7 separate regions of the Mus musculus genome follow, and all the other regions are linked to region 5. Evidence: chromatin contacts called from public HiCAR-type, HiChIP or PLAC-seq and promoter capture Hi-C data. All regions are on one chromosome and are shown on one strand. The core of a region is the stretch at or near the end of the contact, and the rest is flanking DNA. Distances in the headings are between cores, read along the strand shown.

Region 1 (2,977 bases), core at 452-2,951, 720 kb after region 5:
CTCAGATCCACAGATCCCAGAAACTTCCCCAGAATGTTGTCTTCCGACCTCCACACGTGTGCTGTGGTACACATACACACACACAGACACAATATATAGACACACACACACACACACAGACACATAAAGTCAGCTTTCTTTTAAGGAAGCACTTTCTGCAGAGGGTCAAAGGACAAATGCTTTGGGCCTTGTGAGTCACACAGCCTCTGTTAGAACACTCTTGTCACACTATAGCAGCTGGGAGTGGTCATCAACATGTAGAAGTGCTGGATTTGGGCGAGCATTATTATATATAAATCAAGCCTCAGATTAGTCCTAGCTTGCAGGATGCAGTTTACTGAACCTTTCCCTTAAAGTCTGAACCTGTCTTGTATCACCTCCACAACTCACTGGTGACAATGACAGGTGATGTCCTGTCTATAACCTTATCCTGTCCTCCCCGCAGCCCTGTGAAGCTAGTGCTTTTATCGTTACTGTTTTACCAATGAAGAAACAGAGGCACAGAAGGTTTAGTCACTGTGGCCAAAGCCACACAGCCATTGGGCAGAGCTAGGACTCCCACCAAAGCCAAGAAGACAAAATGTTGTAGGTCCCATACTCAGAGCCTCCCTTATGTGGTCTCCAGCATTGCTGAACTGTATATTTCTTAGTAAATGGTGTGCAACAACATCTCCAACCAGAGCCAAACTATATCCACAACCTATGATTGTAATGACTTGGGCACCTTAAACTCCAGGCAGGAGTAGCCTGTTAATGGCTTGCGTTCTTGTATTTGCAAATGTGTCCAGGTCTCACAAGTGCCTTTCAATGACCCATGACTGGCGTTTGTTGAAGTATCTGGTGTTGTTGTCTCTCAAGTGAGAAATGATCATGATCATAGGACCTTCCAAGCTTATCCAAATTCTTCCTACTGCAGCCCTGAGCGGAGCTGAACAAATCCGAGGACTAACGTGTCCGTGGAGAATAGACAGGCAGAGCCATCAACTGATTCACTTACACTCATTCTCCCATTTCCCTCTTTCTTTTGGGGATGCTGCAGACCGTTGAAAACTGTGTGTGCATCTTGAGGAACCTCTCCTACCGGCTAGCAGCAGAAACGTCTCAGGGACAGCACATGGGCACAGACGAGCTGGACGGGCTGCTCTGCGGGGAGACCAACGGCAAAGACACAGAGAGTTCTGGGTGCTGGGGCAAGAAGAAGAAGAAAAAGAAATCCCAGGACCAGGTGATGTGACACACTCACAGCTGCATGCAGTTCTCCCCTTCCTCAATACAATATCACCACTGATAGATGACTGGGTGGGTGGCTGGGTGGGTGGGTGGATGGATGGATGGATGGATGGATAGGTAGGTAGGTAGGTAGGTAGGTAGGTAGATAGATAGATAGATAGATAGATAGATAGATAGATAGATAGATAGATAGATAGATAGATAGATAGAGACAGGCAGGCAGGCAGACAGACAGACAGACAGCTCTTCATTTAAGGTGTGTAGTAAAATCATTAGCATGGCTGCAAGATTTTCGTGCAGGGATGTCACAGCTGAGATGGTGGAAGTTAAGAAATTTTCCTTATGTCATCCAGTTCAGCCAACATAGGAACTTCCAAAGTAAAGAAAAAGCCATCTGGTACATCCTGATGTCCCAGTTCCTAGAGTGTGGGTAGAGACGGGTACTAATGCTTCTGTGTTGCATGGCAACTGCCTCTCTGGGGCTGGGGAAGGAGGCTGCCATGCAGGTGGCAGGATGCCCAGGACAGGAAAAGGCAGATGAGAAGGGACATTGACAGAGGAGGCATGAGATGTAGCATGTGTTTGATAGCAGGTTTCTGAAGGCCTGGTTATTGTTTTGTCTAACTCTGGGAAGTGGGGATAAGAATTCATGAGCTACAACTGACTGAGGTCAGAAGTTAAGCCTTGGGGTACAATGTTGGGGAACTCAGGACACTGCAGCCTGAGAAGGAGGCTTCCTCAACATGGAATGTTCTATGCTCTTGACACCTGTAAGTTTTGCCTGCTGTGCAGGAAAAGTCTGAAGGCGGCTATCCTGAAGCTGGTGGTAAGAACAGCCTTCACTCCATTCTTGAGGTCCCTGGGATTAAAAAATGAAATAAAATCCCTCGCACACTGTCCTCTAGGGGAAGGAACAGTGGAGCTGCCCTTCGGCTAGCAGCTGGGAAGTGTGCACTAGAGAAGGTTGTGTTTCCAGACACTGCACCCAGCCAGTGGACACTGAGGCTCTCAGCCCTGCACAGCCATATCCACCTTTCCTCCGACATGAACGTCTCCATTTAGCAGGCACACTACCAGTGTCCTTCTCTGGACGCTGATGTCACATGGCTGGCTTTCACTGGACACTCTACTTATGCATCCATTGGTGAGAGTTTTGCCAACCCTATGGAAGTACCTGCTAAAGAGAGACAGGGCCACAGCCCTCTCTGTAACCAAATTTTGAATCCAGATGTTTGTTTGGATGCTAGTACAGTATTCTCTAAACTCTCTGGGAAATAGTTTTACTTCAAGTAAAGTTTAAAGACAGTGCTTTTCTTAGAGTAAGAATTAACAGGAATGCCCTTAAAAATCTTGTTCTTGAATTTTCCTGGAAGGACTCAGCATGAGAAGTTTGTAGTTATGAGTCCTAGCTATGTGAACTTCTCAGGTATTTCCCACGACACATGGACCTGCATGCCCCTGCCTCGGTAAGGGCCACACTCCCTGCCTTGAGCAGAGCCTTCCCACTCTGAGATGTGCTCCTCTGTTCTACCTTTTCTTCTGTAACAAGTCAGAACCGTTTGTCTCTGATCTCCTCCTTCCTGTGTGGATGGAAGCACTGTCCTGTGATTCTTAAGCCGGCCACTTACTACCCTCCCACTATGGGGTGGCAAAGGGCATATCACCAGTGCTCATTAAATATTTAAATGCTGCCATTATCCTAGCTGCTTACTAGTTCTCATCCTTTGGTGTCGTGCTAGGGAACCAG
Region 2 (2,842 bases), core at 77-2,576, 590 kb after region 5:
ACAAGTAGCCCAGTTGTCTAGTGAAACAGATAATGTAGGCAAGTCCATTTTATTTGACTGGCATGGCAATTCATTAAACAAATGGCAGATGACTAAGAAATACAAGAGATACAAAGAACATAAATTAGGAGGGAATCTGGAAAAGTAAGCTCACTGTAGAATTGAGACCAGATCGCAAATAGGAAGGAAGCAAGCTGTACAGGCATTGGTGGAGAGAAACCATCTTTCCAAGCTCTGTCATGGTCCTGGACCTCTGAGAAAGCATAAAAGCCAGTAACAGAAAATGGTACCATATGAGTGAATAATATATGTTTTTCATTATAAATTAGGTCTAAAATTACAGTATACCTTGTGTGTGCACTAGATTCAGTATTTTTTTTCTGATCCTAATGGAATTTTTAAGGGGTACAAATTATTCTTGTACCTAACTTGTAAAATAATTTTTAAAAAGTTTAATGAGATAGTGGACATCTTGGTTGTCGTCACAGGCACAATAATCACCCGATTATGGCCTTTGGGAAAATTGCTGTGTGCCTCTAAACCCCCAGTGACTGCATCTGTGTGGGAGAATTAATGTACCATCCTGATGGAAATGGGTTCACATTAATGGGCAAGACATAAATGTAGTTCCCAGCTGCACAGAGCATGCCCAGTACATGTTACTTCTTACTAAGGTGATTTCTGTCTGTGTGGAAGGAAAGTATGTCAGCGCTTGCTGGGAAGTAATGCAGCATCCAGCAGACAATACATCCAATAATTAGCTAATAATCGTGTCTCAGGTGGTAGAGATCTGTTTCATATTTTCTTATCACTCGAGTGCAGTCAAATCCACGAGGAATTGCTTGTTACATTGACCTCAGAGCTGAGCTTGCTCGCCTTGAATTTGTTTGCTTTCTCTGGCTCTCAGCTCTCTCCTGTGACTTCTCTCTCTCTCTCTCTGCAATCTAAGTTCATCACAACCCAACAAAGGCTCTGGAGAAAGGGCAGGGAGGAAAGCCCTTCAGAGCAAATATAAGATTGAAGATGTTAAGTCCAATTTTATACTGTGCAGAGCATGTTGTATGTAATCAAAGAAGTGTTTTCTCTGACAGCTGCCACTGAAGTGGTGCTTTGTAGTGCATATGGCATGATGCTTAGACTGTTCTGTTACCAGGGGTCTCTGTCTGGTGTCTCCAGGTTCTTGGCAGCTGATTCAAAGAACTAGAAAAGTGCACACAAATCACAAGCAGCAAGAAGTTGTATTTAAGGAGACAGCACAATACACACTGCAGAAGAGCATCAGTTCCCTGGAGTTAGAGTGCCAAGAGCATCAAGTTTCTGTTTGGCACTTCCTTGTGGGTCTAGCAAGAGAAGGAGCTGATTGCCAAGGAGGTTGGTTTTCTGCGTTGATTGACAGGCTTGAGTAATGGAAACTTTTCTTCCCTTGCTGCATCTCACTCTAATCATATCCATGACCAGTCACATGTACCCAAAAATGTTTAGTAGGAGTTTTCCCCTAAAAGTTCACCCAGAGGACAAAGTTTATTTTACTACATATTTAACCTCAAACCATTCCAGGCTGGAATGGCCTCCACCTTCTAGTGCCTGGGCATTTTCCTGACATAGTTGGAAGGAAGCAGGGAGTTACCAAAGGTTCCTTGCCTGATCTGGTGTGGTGTGAGGGGTGTGGGCTCACGCAGAGCCCTCACTTGCCAGGCTTTCCCCGCCCTTGCTACCCCAGCACACTGGGAGAAAAGGGGGAAGGAGGACGGACCCTGGGGCCAGTGTGCAGGGAGCACCTTCGCTTCTGGTTCTACACTCATTACGAAATGCTATGATGTGTGTCCTTCATCACCATGAATAGCATATTTCAAAATACAATCAGAGGAAAATTCTCAGAATGAATGGAAATCTATTTTCCCCCAGTGGACAAATATTTATATTCAGCTGACTTCTCTGGTGAATCATTTAATTAAAATTCTAATATTAAACTTTACAAGGCTGACTTCTGTTCCTATGCAAATAATCTGCCCTTCCTCCAACAATTACTCATTACGATATTCTTCGCTATGACTTAAGTAATAGCGGTTATAGGTACATTCGGCTTGTCCTTGCTCCCAGACTGCTCCTAGTGCTAAGTTTGCTCAAGGGACATGCACAAATTTCAAAGGGACAGTGGTTTATTTTAAATGTTTTGAGAAAATATAACAATACCAGGTGTGTAGTGACACTCATATGAACTTCATCAGTACAGTTCAAATTTTGGTTATGACTTGTTTTGTTTTTTAAATAAGTCATCACTTTGAAAATTGGATTTTCAGAGGTTTCTATGATTAAAAAACAAAAAAATTGCTGTCAGTAGAGAGGAGGAAAGGAAGATAATACAATCTCCTCAAGGTTTTAGTTGTTTGGTGCCCAAAACCTTTAATTTTGTGGGACACTGGTAATTCTTACGTTGTTCGGACCAATCACTGAATAAATGAAACTTTCAGTCACACATATTGGCATGAAGCACCGACCCACCAACGACCCTGTCAGCCAGTCTTATTTAGGGGCTACTTAGTGCCACCAGGTCAAAAGCACCTGGAATTTGCTGCCCTCTTTATTCAGTCACTTCACACTAATGAAATGTAGAGTTCCACAAGTCTGCCTTGGAACAGTTACCTCAAACAAGGTCCCTAAAGAGCCACCGTGCTTACTCTGAGGACTTTCACACTAGTCTTTAGAAGATGAGCTGAAAACTAGGTCATTCTCAAGGATGCAAAGCTTCAGTCTTAATTACTGAGAAAATGACAGATATACACATTGATGATTTGGATAAGTAAGTCCGTGTTTATCTGCCATTTTTCTTTTTACCTGCAAT
Region 3 (2,981 bases), core at 235-2,734, 660 kb after region 5:
TTTCTCAACTGTTCGGTGGCTCCACCATTCTTCAGTTTAATATGTTTAGTCCCAGTTGCATCTACTAGGAAGGGATGTTCCAGCAACCAACCTGAAGGTAGCTGAAACAGACCCTTTATAGTAAGGAGATTCTTTTCACACCATCTATTCTGTGAGAATCCCCAGTGTAAAAATAGTTGCTTAGTTCAGCTAGAAAAGACCTCACAGTGAACATTTTATTGGGTTGAATTGTCATATGTCTTTGGAGCATGTTGGCAATTTATTACTATTTAAAGTATCCGGGATCTTTACCCAGTCATTTAAAGTTTTTGAATTTATACTCAGTAGATATTAAGAAAAGTTCTCAATGAAGTTGAATTAAACATAAAATGTATTTAAAACACATTGTTGATATGGTATGAAATGATGTAAGAAGAAAAAAAAATCACAGCTCAGAGTCCATCAGTATGTGATTGGATTAAAATGGACCTGTTCACAGGCAGCCTGCTCTCCAAAGCCAATTCCTGGCCCATCAAGGCTACATAGTAAAACCTGCCTCCTAGCTCAGTCAACCAATCAGTAATATTGTCCATGCAAAAGACCATTACTAAGCATTAAAATGAACACATGTCTACATATTTGTTGATATCAAAATACATCGGTACTATGTGCAGAATATAAAAACAGGAGCAGGCAGTATGTGTGTTGCTTTCTGTAAAATGACTTGTGTCCGCTAAGCAAAAAGAGATTATAGGAGGCTGCCCTAGTAACTCTACATATCTGTGGCTGGATTTCTTTTCCGTGTTGTCTCTTTTATCCTACACTGGAGGTTTTAACCTTGCCATGTATTAAATTGAATGTTAGAGGGTATAAGGTAGCACTTATTGTCTTAGAAAGCTTTAAAATATATACCAAAGCATGCACTTGAAATTTGATAATGATTAACTACAATATAAATTGAAATTATTATACAGTCTACTTATCCATATCAGAGAAATAAGAAATGCCCAAAATAGGGGCCTTGTAAAAGCCTTCTTGATGGAGACAAAGCACGGAGCCTCTACACTTCAGCATAATGGCTCAGTAAAAGCTTTCTTTGGTTCCTGGGAAACAATACCGTTTCTACGCACCTGAGGGTTAGTCAACAGATAAATGCATTACATGTGTTCCGCCTATTCAACAATATCTCTGGAAGTCATTTTTTATCAATTTTGTGATTTACCTGGAGGAGTAATACTGAACGTCACACAGCATTTAAATAAGCAAGATTGTCACTTCTCCTAAATTGTTTTCTGAAAATCCTATTACACTTTACATTCCAGTCATAATAGCGGCCTTGTCATTATACATCCTGGGCCACGCTCTGCTCATGTCGTTGCTGCTTTGATTCAGAAAATGCCTAAAATAAGCGATTTTCTCCCCTCCTGTCATTTGTTCTGCTTATAGTCTCCGAGAACCTGACGTAATGATCAGCCTTCTAATTCGCATCTCTTTGTCCTCAATCAGCCCACTGATGGGCCTACACCAGATGGTGTGCAGTGACAATTGCAACTCAAGTTTCGGTGGGATTGGTTTATTTTAGGGGGAGGCACATAATAAAAGGGATCTGTGGGCTCAGTTAGGAAAGTGGCTGCCTAAAAACACGAGGGCCTGAGTTTGGATCCCTTGAAGCCCTGGGGAAAGCCAGACATTGTGGCAGCTGCCTGTCATAGTAGTGTGTGGGGAGATCAGAGTCAGAGCAGAGCCAGAAGGATCTGCGGAGTTGTCAGCCGGCCTCTGCAAATCCATGAGCTGCAGCTTCAGTCACAGTCCGTGCCTCAAAAAGTAAAGGTAGCAAGCAGACGATGATGTCTGCCTGGGGCCTTCCATGCTGGTGCCCCTACAGGCACACAGGCACATCCACACCAACAAGTGCACACATCACAGTCAAACAAAACAGCACACCAGTAACGCACACACACACACACACAGATTCACACCACACACATCGATACCCCACACACACCCACACACTATACACACGCATACCAACACCACACACATACATAATACACTCACACACGTACCCACACCATACACACACATAGATGCATACACTCACATACATATTAAAAATACATACACTCACCACATGTACCAACTATACAAACATATACGCACTAAAAGGAGACATACTTTTCTATTACACTTCTCTATTTTAAAAATTCTGAGCACTTGTAAGTTACCGGAAGGGTTAGCGGAGATCTCAGACCCATACCACTGTAAGACTAACTGTTTGTAGAGCTGAAACTTCTCTAATGCTTTTCTTCTGATGCCAAACTGCCTTTACCATTACTCTCTTAAATGCTGACATGCTAAGGACCAGCCCTGAGCTGTTGGCTCTTCGTCTGAACTCTATTTCTGCGATTTCTTTTTATCCTGTGGCTCCAGGTACCACCTAAGTGCTGAGGCCTCTGCGTTTCTGTCCTTAGCCATGTGCTTTGGCTCACCCAGCACCTGCCTTCTGCTACCACTCCTGGATAGTTAACTTAGGCATCTCAAACTTAAAACATCCCATCCTGGAGCCCACAGTTTCCTGCCATGTCTCTTTCTTCCTATCTTTCAACACCCAAATGTCTGATTTCCCCCCACTTTCTCCCTTAGCCCAGTCAGATATGCAGTCCCCAAAGCTAACTGAAACATTTATCCCATAAGTATAATCTACACAACGTAATCTACAACTTGGTTTGCTTACTTCTGACCTCTGAGAAACAAATTCTGAGTTGAGCACTTGCAGAACAGTGCCTCCTCCCTGAATGTCACATCTTGATAGGGGTGACAAAAGCATGCTTCTCTAGGTAGGGGTGATACCCATCACTGAGAATGATGCTTCTGAACTGTATACTTCAAAATAGTAAACTGTTTTATAGGGATTTCATCTTTAAAATTTAAGAGTCTTTAGAAGTATTTTATACATGTTTAAAAACTCTAAAGCATGAAGTTAATTAATAAAATAAAATCTA
Region 4 (2,721 bases), core at 217-2,716, 980 kb after region 5:
CTTAGGAAGGGCTGCCTGGAGTCATGCTCCTGTTGTTTGTGCAGTGGTGTGGGGTCTAGCATGGCTTGTTAACATGGAGTGTCCTTGTTGTTCAAGTAAGTCAAGACACCTATCTCTAGGGTTCAGGGAGATGACCCATGAGGGCCCCTGCCCATGAAGGCTCCAAAACACAAATAGGGTTTGGAGAAGAGAAATCCAGAGTGTAGGAAAGGTGGATGTGTTCCTGCCCTTTGACACCGCTCCCTGTGGATTTCTACCTGCTTCTATTGGGAACAGTGTGCTAAATACCAAGTGAGATATAAAAGAGCTATTTCATCCAAATCTCCCCGTGACGGTGAGAACATAAGGCAGCAATCCCAAGGACTTCCTCTCAGCAAAGGATGCCACAAGCCAAGGAAAAAGACAGACGGTCCACTCGACGGAGATACTCTTGCTGAATAAAGCAGCAAGGGATTAATGTCTACAATAAACAAAGAATGTCTTTAAATTGTTGTTTTTTTTTTTTAAACCAGTAGGTGTTTCTGTGAATGGGAGCTATCTGACAAGTGCACATAGAGACGACACTGAACGTTCCCTGCAATGTGGAGAAAATTAGAACAACAGTGGAAACCCAGCACCAGAATACAAGCCACCACTGGATGGGTCTCCAGCTGTAGAAGAGGGTGTGAGAAGAGACACACTTGAGAGCCAGCGAAGCCATGGAGCCATCTGTAGGGCTCCATGAAGCTAGGCATACTGCCTTCAGTCTTGGCATGAATCCCCAGTGGCTGTTCACCTAGGCATCTGTCACTCCAGGCCAAGGCTCCACATGCAAGGAAATGCATAAAGACTGTGTCTGTGGTCACATAGAGAAGAGGCAATCTGCTGCCATTTGTAAATGGCTGTATACAACGACAGCTCCACTATGAGCAGGGAGGAGCAGAGAGCTGGATGCATAAATAGCACCAGAAGAGGTCCCAGACATGTAATGCTCAATGGGGCACAGAGAGGATGAGCGTGAAGAATAGTATTCAAGTAGCTACACACACACACACACACACACACACACATGCTTGTGCACACAGATGCATATGCACACACATGCACACACATGTGTATATGCACACATATGTGTGTTCATGCACATGCACACATATGCACACATATGCACACACACACACACACACACACACACACACACCTAGACATTCTATTCAGCTCTACTTTGGGTCCCTAGAAGCAGATCCTGAGAGAAGGTTCAGGTTTTAGTGACTCACTGAGGAAGGCCTGCAAGGAGAAAGAAGGAAGGAAAGGGATAGAACAGATGAAGAGACCAGCAAGGTTATGGGGGAGGGGCTGGAAAGCTTCTTGGTATTGCTGTGGGACATCAATCATACCCCCAGACTTGTTCTCTTGCCTCAAGAGGACTGGCCTTTCACATGACTAATCACACAAGTCCTGGCTGGACTTGTGACCACTCATCAAGGGTCGCTCTCAGGTCTGGAATCAGCGGCTGTAAGAGCGCTCTGAGCCAGCTCCTGGGACAAATGAGGAGGGCACTGAGAGAGGACAAAACCACAGAAAATATAACGGAGCAGATCTCAGACAGCGGGATGGCGGGAACATGCCAGAAATAAGAATGCAGTTAACCTCAGGACCCAAGCTCCTGCCTCGTAAGTTATAATAGAGAGGGGCAGTCGGAACAGACAGTGCTCAGTGCAAACTCTGGAAGCGCCTATCAAAACTAGCAGGATGCGCGCTCTGCCACCTGCTGGCAGATGGCTCGGCACAGATTCTGTGCATCTGCAAGAAGCAGGGCTCCAGGCCCAGGTTTATCTGTGAACAAAGAACTCAGAGCGCTCAGATCCCCTCTCTGTGAGGTAAAATATCTATAGCCTCAAAACAAGCGGCCAGAGAGGGGAACAGCAACAAAAGCTAAAAGAGATTCTAAACTTCCCTCCGTGTAATCCACACAGAAAGGCAGAGCCGCAATGAAAGGCTTACTGGAGGGCTTCGCCGGGTAGGGGAGCAAGGTTGGAAGCAGCAAGCGCAAGATATTCAGGAACAGAACAGCAAAGAGATCTTTCACACAAAAATAGATGGCTTCAAGTGCAGCGAGCATTCAAACACACAGGGTTTGCTCACTTTGGGTGGCACTCTTGTCACCTTTGTGGAAGAGCTGCAGGTGCCGGTGGCTTTGTCTTGCCCAAGTAAAGCCAAAACACTTTTCAAGACTGCATCTCTGTGTTATATATGTGTCTCCCCCAAAACATGTCCACACTCAGGTGGACATGTATTCCTGCATATGGTTGCATGCTAGTTCATATACACATGCATGCATGTGCACAAGACATGTGCAGTTGTACAGGTGTATACACATGAAAGTTTGCTTTCCTCTTCTCCTCTTTTCTAAATTAAACCTTGTCTCATCGGCCCAAAGGGATAATGTTGGGGACTCTTCTGTTACACAGAAACCATCACTTTGAGCTTCTGCCCAGTTCACTTCTAAGAACTGAGACCCAGACCCAGGGGCTAGACTCAGAAATCAACCTCTGACATCATACCCAATCCCCAAGACACAGGGAGGCTTCCATATAATTTCCCAGCATGGAAACTCCCATATGCAAATTAGCTTCTGCAAATCCCTCCTCACAGACTTGTCCTGTCTGGCCATGGGTCCTACCAGATTCAACCAGTGAGATCCCATCAACTCAGGCAGCTCAGGCCAGTGAGGCTCAAAGC
Region 5 (3,016 bases), core at 22-2,521:
GCTATGTTAATGTCACACCAGCTTCGAAGGAGAACCTACACTGGAGAACAACTTTTGGGAGTGAGACTGAGCCTACTAGAGGTAGATGGAATGACTGACGGTGCACATTTCCCTGTTGTGAACAGTCATTACTCAATCTCTTGTCTGTTCCTTTACATATTTAGTCTGCTTAACTTTTCTTTCCACTTGCCTCAGCCTTTCACTAACTCCAGAGAATAATAGAGGCTATCTCAGATTTAATGCAAGCATTTTGACCTTGTTGGATAATCTCTTGCAAACTGAATAGAAATGTCCCTGAGATTACTGAAGCTGGAACCCCTCTTATTACAAGTTCGGGGTTCCTGGTCCATTTATCTGTGTCTCAGAAAATGGCTCTGGGAAAGAGTAGGGTGGGGTGGGCTGGCTTCAAAGTAAGGATCTTTGGTGGAATAATTATGGGACGTATTTGTCCTGCATGTGACTGACAGACTTTGCAGCCACACAGGGACATAGATGAAGGTCCTGAGGGCCTGCCTGCCTTGGAACTTGGCATGGGTTTCGTTTTCCAACAAGACTTTTCATAGTGTGACTTTGCTTGCTAGATTTAGCACTCTGTGTTGCCTAATGACTGACTAACTGAGAGACATTCGGAAATCTCAGTTGGAAATGGAGCAAGCTTCACAGACTCCACCGCGGTCAGTGGAGGAGGAGCAAAGTTTTCATTTTAGCACGGGACAATGGAAGAGAAGAGGAAAACAGTCGTGGAGGTGTCCAAGAAGACAACTGGGTGAGACGTGACAGGAAGACGAAGAGAATTCATTAAAGCTCTAGATCCAGCAAGGGTCTTCCTTGTAGGAAGTTTACTCATATTCCAGATTTTAAAACCAGACTGAGTTTGCATAAAGCATAATCAGAGCAGGAGGTGGTGGAGATGGGGCCCCAACACTACGAAAGAACCTTTCACAGACGTCATGCGTTCTTTGCTTTGGAACCCTAGAATCTACAAGAACATCCACCCCCATCCACTAGCTTTCATGGCTGGCCCGGTGCTCTCCTTAACTCACAAGCTACTCTAAAACCCCTCAATCGCTGCCCCTTTGCAGACCAACATCTGCCCCGCAGAATCAACTCTCCGCGTAGGCTCTATCTCGGGTGCTGTCTGTTCCCGGGGATGCGCGGCCCTCTCCCAACCTGAGCCGCCTCCTCCCATCTCTGCTGCTGTTGCTGCCGCCGCGAAAACCAGAAGTGGAATTCGCGTGGCGAGGCGCCGCGCTCTCTCGGCGGCACTGGGCATGCTCCGCACCCGGGGCAGGTTTCGGTGGTGGGGCGGACGCTCGCTCGCTCACTAGCCAAGCGCCGGAGCCGGCCGCCGCGGCTGAGCCGGAGGCTGAGCTGCGGCGCGCGGCGGGAGGAGCCTCGCTCTCGGCGGCGGCGGCGGCGGCGGCGACACAGGTGGCGCGGGCGGCGCGCAGGGCGCAGCTCGAGAGCGCTCGGCGCCGGGCGCCAGGGCGGCCCAGGCTCGCGCCCGCGGCGGCAACCGGCCGAGCGGAGCGGCGGGCGCGGCGGCTCGGTAGCCCGGCCCGAGCCCGGGGAGCCCCGCGGAACCCTGAGCATCCCGCGGCGCCCGCCGAGTCGGGCAGGGGGCGCTACGCTCGCCGCGCTCGGAGGGGCGGCCGGGCCGGGCGCTGCGCACTCGCGTCGGGAGCCGCCTCTCGCCTGCCGCGCTCGCCCCTGCTCCCCGCCAGCATCACTTGTCCCGCGGCCGCGCTCCGACAACAAAAGCGGAGGATGCTGCAGCTGGGCAAGGTCAGGACCTTGCTCTGAAGCCGGGCGGCGGCGCGCACGCCTTTCCCCCGACTGAGGAGCTGTCTTTGGCGGCGGGTGCATGTTCGCCAGGAAGCAGTCGGGCGCCGCGCCGTTCGGTGAGTTGCCTTAGCTGAGCTGCTGGAGCCGGGCGCATCCTCCGGGCGTCGTCCTCTTGCTCACCGCCGGTGGGGGTTGGTCCTCCGCTTCCAGCGGGGCTAGGGGTGGCGGCGGGCGGCAGTGGGGTGCTGTCTGCCCCGGGGGAGGACCGCGATCCTACCGGCTCCCCTCTTGGAAGGCGGCTCTCCCCGCAACGGGGTCCGGGGTCAGTGTCTTTCTTGGAGCGGTTACCAAGTGGCTTCTCCGCGTGCTCCCCTCCCTGCCACCCCTCTACCTCGGAGGACGCGTATATAGGGCAACACCGACTGCTCCCCGCCACCCTCCAGAGCAACCCGGTTGCATTCATGACGTCCCTAATATACCGGAGAAGACGGGGTGGGGGCGGGGAAGACTTCCTTCCAGTCTTTTGCCCTTATGTTCAATGTCATTACGATGTTTGGCTAGAACAAAATGGAAAGACTTAGTCATATGCGTCCATGGCCGTTTCTTCAGTCTCCCGCTGCTCGCCAGACCCAGACCCCTTTGGTCTATATTTAGCGTTTCCGAGGAAGCATTTTCAGAGGGATTCACAGGCTTCCGGGGGCTTCTCTGTCCTGACAATAGATAGCGAGGCTCTGGAAAGCGCTGCCTGACAGCCAGGTTTGGCAAGGGTGCTTGTGCATGGGAGATAGGCGTAGCGATATTTGGGTGATTCGTAATTAATGGCTGAAAGCAAAGCTGCGTTTCGCTCCCCCCTTCCTCTTCTTCTTGTGTGTAATGTGTTTTCATCGATTGATACTCAGCATGTTGAGCCACTCTGTTCAGAGTAAAGTCTCTAGGAAGGAGGTGCAACCTCCTCGGTCGGAGGGTGGGGGTCGGAAAACAGACTTGGGGGCTTAGAGGGATGTGCATCTCTGTATTTTCCACAAGGAGCCACTTATTTCTCAAATACCCAAAGTTGCGTTTTCACTGTAAACACCGGGGTAATGAAGGGTGTGGAAGAAGAGGATAATAGAGGGGGAGGCTGTGCTTGCAAGGGGTTTGTATTTCCCTCATTTGAACTGATCTGCTGTGCTTCAACTCTGCAAGGCTGTATACGTATGCATGCCTAATGTTCTCTAAGAGATATGTTGGC
Region 6 (2,801 bases), core at 41-2,540, 920 kb after region 5:
ATCATCGAAGTCGGGCTCCATACATGGCAGCAGGTTTCATTCAAATCTGAATGAACTCTGTCATCGCTATAACTCAAGTCATTGCCAGCCCATGCCACGCTGCCTGCTGCAGACGAATCTCCCTGGGTGGGTGGTGAGCATCTCGCCAGCCCCACTCTGCAGCTTGTGACTTATCCTGACTATATCTCTCCAGTTTACTCAGCCAGGGAACCAGCCTCCCTGACCCATATCTCATCCCAAATTCACCATCACATCCTACGGATTTTCCTCTCTGATGCTTCCTTCAGTCTTCTGAGTAGTTCTCTAACTCCACCTCCTCCTCAGTAGGTCCCAATTCTTTCTCCAAAACCCAAACCTCTGTCTTCCCACATTTCCTGGGCCTCCATCTTCCCAACAGACTACCTTGCTCTCTACCTTTGTTAGAACCGCTAAGGTACTCTCCTCACCCTCTTGGGGTCAGAATAGATGCCATTTGTTCAAGGAAGCTGTGTCCCGATCACTCATAAAGATGGAACTCACATACACTCATACTTGTTTATGTCATCACAACATCTTACTCATAGCCCAGCTTCTAAATATAGTTGTTTTGATATCTGTTTATCTAAGTTCCAAGTCTTCCATTAAACTGTGAGCCAATTAAGCTTTCTCTCTGCTCCTTGCACTGGGCCTGTCATTCAACAGAATAAGCAGCCAAAAAGAACTTGTTGAAGAGCCAGCCAACAGTATCCTCTAAACTGATCTCTCTCTCTCTCTCTCTCTCTCTCTCTCTCTCTCTCTCTCTCTCTCTCTCTCTCTCCTTAAAAGGTCTTACTAAACTGTAATAGATCTCATCATGCTGCTCCTTTAGAAGGGAGTGGACATAGGGGCACAGCCTGTAATCACAGTACTTGGTAGATAAAGTTAGGCCACTAGTAAGTTCAAAGCCAGCCTGAACTCGATATCGAGACCCTGTCATGATGCCAGCTGCTGATGCCAGCTTGAGCTGCAGATTTTCCTCTCTGATGCTCCCTTCAGTCTTCTGAGTAGTTCTCTAACTCCATCTCCTCCTCAGCAGAGTGCTGCAACTGTTCCAATTCTTTCTCCAAAATGACATCCCAAGGATGTCTTGAGAGTTACTCAGAAAACCCAAGGATTGCCTTGGGTTGCTACAAAGAGAACATTAGTGGCACAATGCTCGTGGCTCTAGGCAGATGTCACAAGTTACAGTTTTTCTGTTCTGTGTCTGATAGGTCTACTTTTGTCTTTCTGCCAAGAAAAGCAAGTTTAATTCTGTTATTCGGGCATCAGATTGGATTGAACATGCACATGTACTGAGCTGCAAGCTGTTGGGATCTTCTGTCATCCGGCTCACTGGGCTCAGCATTTTCTTGGTTATTAGAACACTCTTGTTTATTAGAGAATCTCATTTTAAATTTATGTTGTCTGATATGGTATTTCTTAGGTGATAAAAATCAAACAGCAAATACATGATGTGACACTATCTGACACGATGTGGCATTATCTGCTTTGTTGGCATACTCTCTGCTTCTTTGCTCTGGGGCTGAGATTTCATGTATTCTAGGGACTGGCTTAGTTGAACATTGGATTGGCAGTGTATAGTAGGTGGCCTAAAACATCATTCTCTCTAGTTACTGAATGAAAGGACGGAACCTATCTAAATGACAAAAATGAAACACAGGGCAGCTCTTCAACTGGCTCAAGATTCTAAGGAGAGGAAGCTAACCACATTGCTTTGATGGCAGTGGTGGAGGGACTGGGCATAAGGCCATTGTCACCTTATTTACTGTAAATGACATGTCCCAATTATTTACTGTTAAAGCTACATTCTGTTAGGCGCGTAAGGAAGTCTGTTACCTGGTGTTGCTTGCAGGGAGTTGAATATCTAGTCTGAGGACTGATTGATGAAAAGAAAACCATGTCAAGATGACCAGGGTGCTTCCTGTTGCTGGACGTCCCAGGGAAGGTGGAAGAAAGGTAAACAGCACTGAGACAAAGGGGGCAGGATTTTGTACAGCCGTGGAATACATTCCAGACCTCGAAGGATAGGAATTCAACGGCGGCAACAGAAGAGCATCCCAGAAAGGAACACTGAGAGAGTGATAGTCCATCTGAGCAGACTGTGGGGCTCGATCAGAGCAAGCCATGTAGTGACTGACAGGTGGGCCAAAGAAGGAGCTGAGCTGGAGTCAGGTCAGGCAGTGCCAAGATGGCAGCCTAGGCACCGCCAAGGAAGCTTCGATGCTGGTTGATGTTGCCCTGACTTGCTGATCATATAACTCTGTACCTGCGCCTGTACCTATTCCTATTCCTGTTCCTCTACCTGCACCTGTATGTGCACCTGTACCTGCAGGTATATATGTATATGTGTATGTGTATATATATGTGTGTGTATATGTGTGTGTGTATATATATATATATATATATATATATATATATATAGAGAGAGAGAGAGAGAGAGAGAGAGAGAGAGAACAGAGAAAGCCACCCCACAACCAAGATCCAAGAAACATTGAAAAACCTCAACCTCTTGGATACTACTGTAGTTTTACTGATCCTGAATCTCCAGGACTTTCATGTTAAAAGTCAACCAACTACTAGTAGTTCTTCAGCTAGGGGTTGCACTTCATGATCATCTCCCCCCGTCTATTAGGAACTGTATGGTTTGATGCCGAAAGCCATGCAGGAAGAACAACAAATGGCTTTTGAACTCATGGAATGTGGCCCACTGGTTAGCACAGCCACAGTGGGTGCTACTCGGTTGAGGCCTGAATCCAGGACTACCTGTCCTACATACTTCATGC
Region 7 (2,768 bases), core at 123-2,622, 680 kb after region 5:
GCTAGATCGTAGGATGGGAGAGAAGGCCTTAGAACCATGAGCCAAGAAGATGCAGGGCAGGGCAAGGTTTAACTCCATGTACTGCCACCACCATGCCTCCCTCCCTCATCCCAAACACACTCATACACATTCTCACTTATTTTTATTTTATAATTCCATCTTTTGTTCACTTCTGCTACATCCAAACTTTATTTTTATATAAAGCCATTTTAAAAATCTTGTTCAAGATAAAACAAAAACCACTTTAACATATTGTCTAGAAAAAAATGTTAGCAATTATTAGGAAGGCTTGGGGCATAAATCTGAGTGGAATTATTTTTTTCCTCCTTTCATGATTAAGAACTCCAAAAAAACAAAAATGACTTTATGCAGACCAGGTCAAACCTGCGAATAGATTTGGATCTGTACTGACGACTGTTTTGCTGAGCACTGTGTAATCAAATGTGCCTCTTAACCTTTGGCCATTATAATGATCACCTTCAGCTGAAAACACACATTAGCAGGCTGTAAGGAGACCAGATCTCATCTGACTGTGGGCAAGTTCTTGCTGACCCAATTCAGTGTAGTGGCTGAGATAAACATGCCTCGAAAATTCGTGTCTCTGTGACCTTGAAAGGTGACCCTTCTTGGACACAGTGTTTTGGGAGATCTGATTGGTTAGATTAGCATGGACCAAAGTGCAAGCATGAATACATAGATGCACAGAGGAAGAGGCCTTGGAACCCAGACAGACAATGAGGCAGCGACATGCTGAGAAACAGTAAGGATACCTAAGGCCGTCATAGAAAAGTTGTTCTTCTCTAGCGCCTTCAGGGTGAACATGGACCTGCTGGCACCTGGATTGTGGAATCCTCTAGAACCCTGAGAGGATACGTTTCTACTGTTTTCAGCCATGAGTTTTCTGAGACTCTGTTCTGGCAGACCCAGAAAACAACTGTTTCTCATGTTTCCGGAGGGGACTGTCAGAGCCAGGGTTCACCTTAGGACACAGGACAGGGACAAAAATGAGTAAAGCGTTGTTCCCAAACAGTCCTCACAAAGTGGGACAGAAGGTCCAGAGGGGGCGGGGGCTTCTTTCTGTCTGTGTGTAAACCCAATCACCTCTATAGCTCATTAGGGAAGAAAGGGATTAACCATGCAGGGCTGAGGTCTGCATGTCCAGATGTGACTGTCTCAGACTAAGGTTTGACTCCAAGCCCCTTGACTGGGTGTGCATGAAGGAGGAGGCTTCCTAGAAGGGTGTGTGGTTTCTGTGTGCCCTGCTCTCGCCCAGGAGCCTTCTTTTCACTTTCTCTCCCAACATCCTCGGAGCTCAGCTAGGATTTATAGAAGGCTGTATTCAGCCAGAAGTCATTCTGGGTTCCTGTACAGGGCATGTGACGTGATGCATATACATCATTCTCACTGTAACGCTCCGGCAGCTGCCTGCAGAACATATGCTTCCTGGGTTTTCTCTCAAAGATGGCTGCTGCGTTTCCCATTTAAAACATCGCAGATCAATACCCTAAAGATCCTTGGCGTGGCCATCATCATCATTTGAGAATGAGCTCTAGGTAAAGCCTTGATAAGCGGCCCCTTTTTTCCTCCCTTTTAATCCAGCGACTAGCTCCATACGACGGCGCGTTCACGTTACTCTGCGGCTGTGCTACATTCTGTCATGGGAACTTAGGACTTTATCAGCAGTGGAAGTGCGCACATGAGGCTGGCTCTGTTAACTTCCACCACTCCTGCGCCCAGGCCACCAGGTCATTTATTTATTTTTATTATCCTATTCCCACGTCAGCATCTTGTCCTGAAGGACAACAATATACAACCCCAGTTTTTCTCATCTATCTTTGTGTACGCAGAATGTTATTAAGCCTGTCAAAGGAGCTGCACTTGTGCCTGTGCCTATGAGTGTAATTAAACTACACCCGCAATTAGTCATTTTAACCCATATAATGGATGAGCGCTTGATCCCACGGTGCCACTAATTCTAGAGTGACCTTGAGCAAACCCGTCACAAAGTAATGCTGATGATAATCGCACCGAGACTAGAGGCTCTGAGGACATTATCTTTATCTGGTTTACTCTCTCATTAGCCACAGGTAAGAAGAAAAAAAATTATTTTTTATGTTAGTATCATGCCAGCATTATCAGCCTACTCAGATGAATGTTCTTTATATTGTATGCACACATGCATATGCTGTGCCTGGATCAAATCTACTCCCCATTCTTGCCCTCCAATCTCTCTCTTGTCTTCCTTACATTTACCTCCCAAATTCATGTGCTGTCTTTTAAAGCTCATTTAGTGTTGCCTCTATGTGTATGGGTTGCTGCCATGTCCTAGAACATGGAGACCCCCTCCAGGCCCACATCCCTCACTTGTACTGACTCTCCCTCTCCCCACTGTAATAAACATCAGTAACTCCTGAGATGTGGGTGGGGTCTCATGAGCCCCTGCCCCATCCATGCTTGGCTTTTGCCGATGTTATAGCAATGTCATAACCATGTGCAGCCCCAGCCACTGTGAGCTCACATGTGCAGCTGCACTACCATTCCTGTCCATTGTTGCTCTTGCTACAAACATTTACCTTTGGCGTATACAATCCTTCTCAACCCTCTTATGTGATGATCTATGCACCTTGGCAGAAGGAAATGTGATACAGATGTCCTAGTTAGAATTCAGAGCTCCATAGTTTCATATTCTCTGCACATTGACCTGATAGACATCTCCATATCAATTGCCTTCTACCACAAAAAGAATCGTCCTTTTAACAGAATAATAA

What was found. Promoter capture Hi-C pulls out the DNA fragments that hold promoters and counts their contacts. HiCAR-type assays count read pairs that join an accessible place to other places. HiChIP or PLAC-seq counts read pairs in DNA pulled down with a chosen protein or histone mark.
Region 1: a contact with region 5 is called in a promoter capture Hi-C map of hippocampal neurons, with 8 times the contacts expected there. The contact joins the enhancer-like site here to the promoter of Ctnnd2 in region 5. A contact is called at or near these places in 2 of 39 promoter capture datasets (hippocampal neurons and neutrophils), 1 of 484 Hi-C or Micro-C datasets (cerebellar granule neurons) and 2 of 115 datasets of contacts at active chromatin or transcription factors (astrocytes and neural progenitor cells).
Region 2: a contact with region 5 is called in a HiCAR-type map of astrocytes, with 4 times the contacts expected there. The contact joins the enhancer-like site here to the promoter of Ctnnd2 in region 5. A contact is called at or near these places in 12 of 39 promoter capture datasets (the C10 cell line, cranial neural crest, embryonic stem cells and 9 more), 4 of 115 datasets of contacts at active chromatin or transcription factors (astrocytes, embryonic forebrain, forebrain and 1 more) and 1 of 9 other capture datasets (embryonic stem cells).
Region 3: a promoter capture Hi-C map of hippocampal neurons shows a contact between it and region 5, with 6 times the contacts expected there. The contact joins the enhancer-like site here to the promoter of Ctnnd2 in region 5. A contact is called at or near these places in 5 of 39 promoter capture datasets (cranial neural crest, embryonic stem cells, hippocampal neurons and 1 more) and 8 of 115 datasets of contacts at active chromatin or transcription factors (PVALB interneurons, SST interneurons, astrocytes and 5 more).
Region 4: a contact with region 5 is called in an H3K4me3 HiChIP or PLAC-seq map of neural tube, with 7 times the contacts expected there. The contact joins the enhancer-like site here to the promoter of Ctnnd2 in region 5. A contact is called at or near these places in 5 of 39 promoter capture datasets (HPC-7-derived erythroid cells, cranial neural crest, frontonasal cranial neural crest and 2 more), 2 of 484 Hi-C or Micro-C datasets (cerebral cortex and ventral hippocampal neurons), 6 of 115 datasets of contacts at active chromatin or transcription factors (SST interneurons, astrocytes, embryonic forebrain and 3 more) and 1 of 9 other capture datasets (embryonic stem cells).
Region 6: a contact with region 5 is called in a promoter capture Hi-C map of hippocampal neurons, with 4 times the contacts expected there. The contact joins the enhancer-like site here to the promoter of Ctnnd2 in region 5. A contact is called at or near these places in 2 of 39 promoter capture datasets (hippocampal neurons and second pharyngeal arch cranial neural crest), 1 of 484 Hi-C or Micro-C datasets (cerebral cortex) and 1 of 115 datasets of contacts at active chromatin or transcription factors (astrocytes).
Region 7: a contact with region 5 is called in an H3K27ac HiChIP or PLAC-seq map of SST interneurons, with 3 times the contacts expected there. The contact joins the enhancer-like site here to the promoter of Ctnnd2 in region 5. A contact is called at or near these places in 2 of 39 promoter capture datasets (embryonic stem cells and neutrophils) and 4 of 115 datasets of contacts at active chromatin or transcription factors (SST interneurons, astrocytes, neural progenitor cells and 1 more).

What each region holds. Positions count from the first base shown.
Region 1 is chr15:30,886,055-30,889,031 of GRCm38.p6, forward strand. Ctnnd2 (catenin (cadherin associated protein), delta 2) reads left to right here. Exons shown (of 23, transcript NM_008729.3): 14 at 1,040-1,225. Among named protein-coding and RNA genes, the nearest start is that of Gm52177, 45 kb to the right of the region's middle. Within about 2 kb of position 1,702, at least 14 of the 459 cell types and tissues checked have an H3K27ac peak or open chromatin away from gene starts, as enhancers often do. A contact at or near this core is called in hippocampal neurons, where this site is marked.
Region 2 is chr15:30,761,780-30,764,621 of GRCm38.p6, forward strand. The region is part of intron 9 of Ctnnd2 (catenin (cadherin associated protein), delta 2); the gene reads left to right. Among named protein-coding and RNA genes, the nearest start is that of Gm41283, 80 kb to the left of the region's middle. Within about 2 kb of position 1,327, at least 10 of the 459 cell types and tissues checked have an H3K27ac peak or open chromatin away from gene starts, as enhancers often do. A contact at or near this core is called in astrocytes, where this site is marked.
Region 3 is chr15:30,826,132-30,829,112 of GRCm38.p6, forward strand. All of the region lies in intron 11 of Ctnnd2 (catenin (cadherin associated protein), delta 2), which reads left to right. Among named protein-coding and RNA genes, the nearest start is that of Gm52177, 110 kb to the right of the region's middle. Within about 2 kb of position 1,485, at least 19 of the 459 cell types and tissues checked have an H3K27ac peak or open chromatin away from gene starts, as enhancers often do. A contact at or near this core is called in embryonic forebrain and hippocampal neurons, where this site is marked.
Region 4 is chr15:31,149,260-31,151,980 of GRCm38.p6, forward strand. No RefSeq gene overlaps it. Among named protein-coding and RNA genes, the nearest start is that of Gm32070, 15 kb to the left of the region's middle. Within about 2 kb of position 1,467, at least 15 of the 459 cell types and tissues checked have an H3K27ac peak or open chromatin away from gene starts, as enhancers often do. A contact at or near this core is called in SST interneurons and neural tube, where this site is marked.
Region 5 is chr15:30,171,263-30,174,278 of GRCm38.p6, forward strand. It overlaps Ctnnd2 (catenin (cadherin associated protein), delta 2), which reads left to right and starts at 1,272. Exons shown (of 23, transcript NM_008729.3): 1 at 1,272-1,901. The coding sequence starts at 1,865. Gm31953 (a long non-coding RNA gene) reads left to right here and starts at 1,908. Exons shown (of 2, transcript XR_875097.3): 1 at 1,908-2,541.
Region 6 is chr15:31,096,206-31,099,006 of GRCm38.p6, forward strand. All of the region lies in intron 2 of Gm32011 (a long non-coding RNA gene), which reads left to right. Among named protein-coding and RNA genes, the nearest start is that of Gm32011, 5.4 kb to the left of the region's middle. Within about 2 kb of position 1,291, at least 1 of the 459 cell types and tissues checked has an H3K27ac peak or open chromatin away from gene starts, as enhancers often do. A contact at or near this core is called in hippocampal neurons, where this site is marked.
Region 7 is chr15:30,851,844-30,854,611 of GRCm38.p6, forward strand. All of the region lies in intron 12 of Ctnnd2 (catenin (cadherin associated protein), delta 2), which reads left to right. Among named protein-coding and RNA genes, the nearest start is that of Gm52177, 80 kb to the right of the region's middle. Within about 2 kb of position 1,373, at least 3 of the 459 cell types and tissues checked have an H3K27ac peak or open chromatin away from gene starts, as enhancers often do. A contact at or near this core is called in SST interneurons, where this site is marked.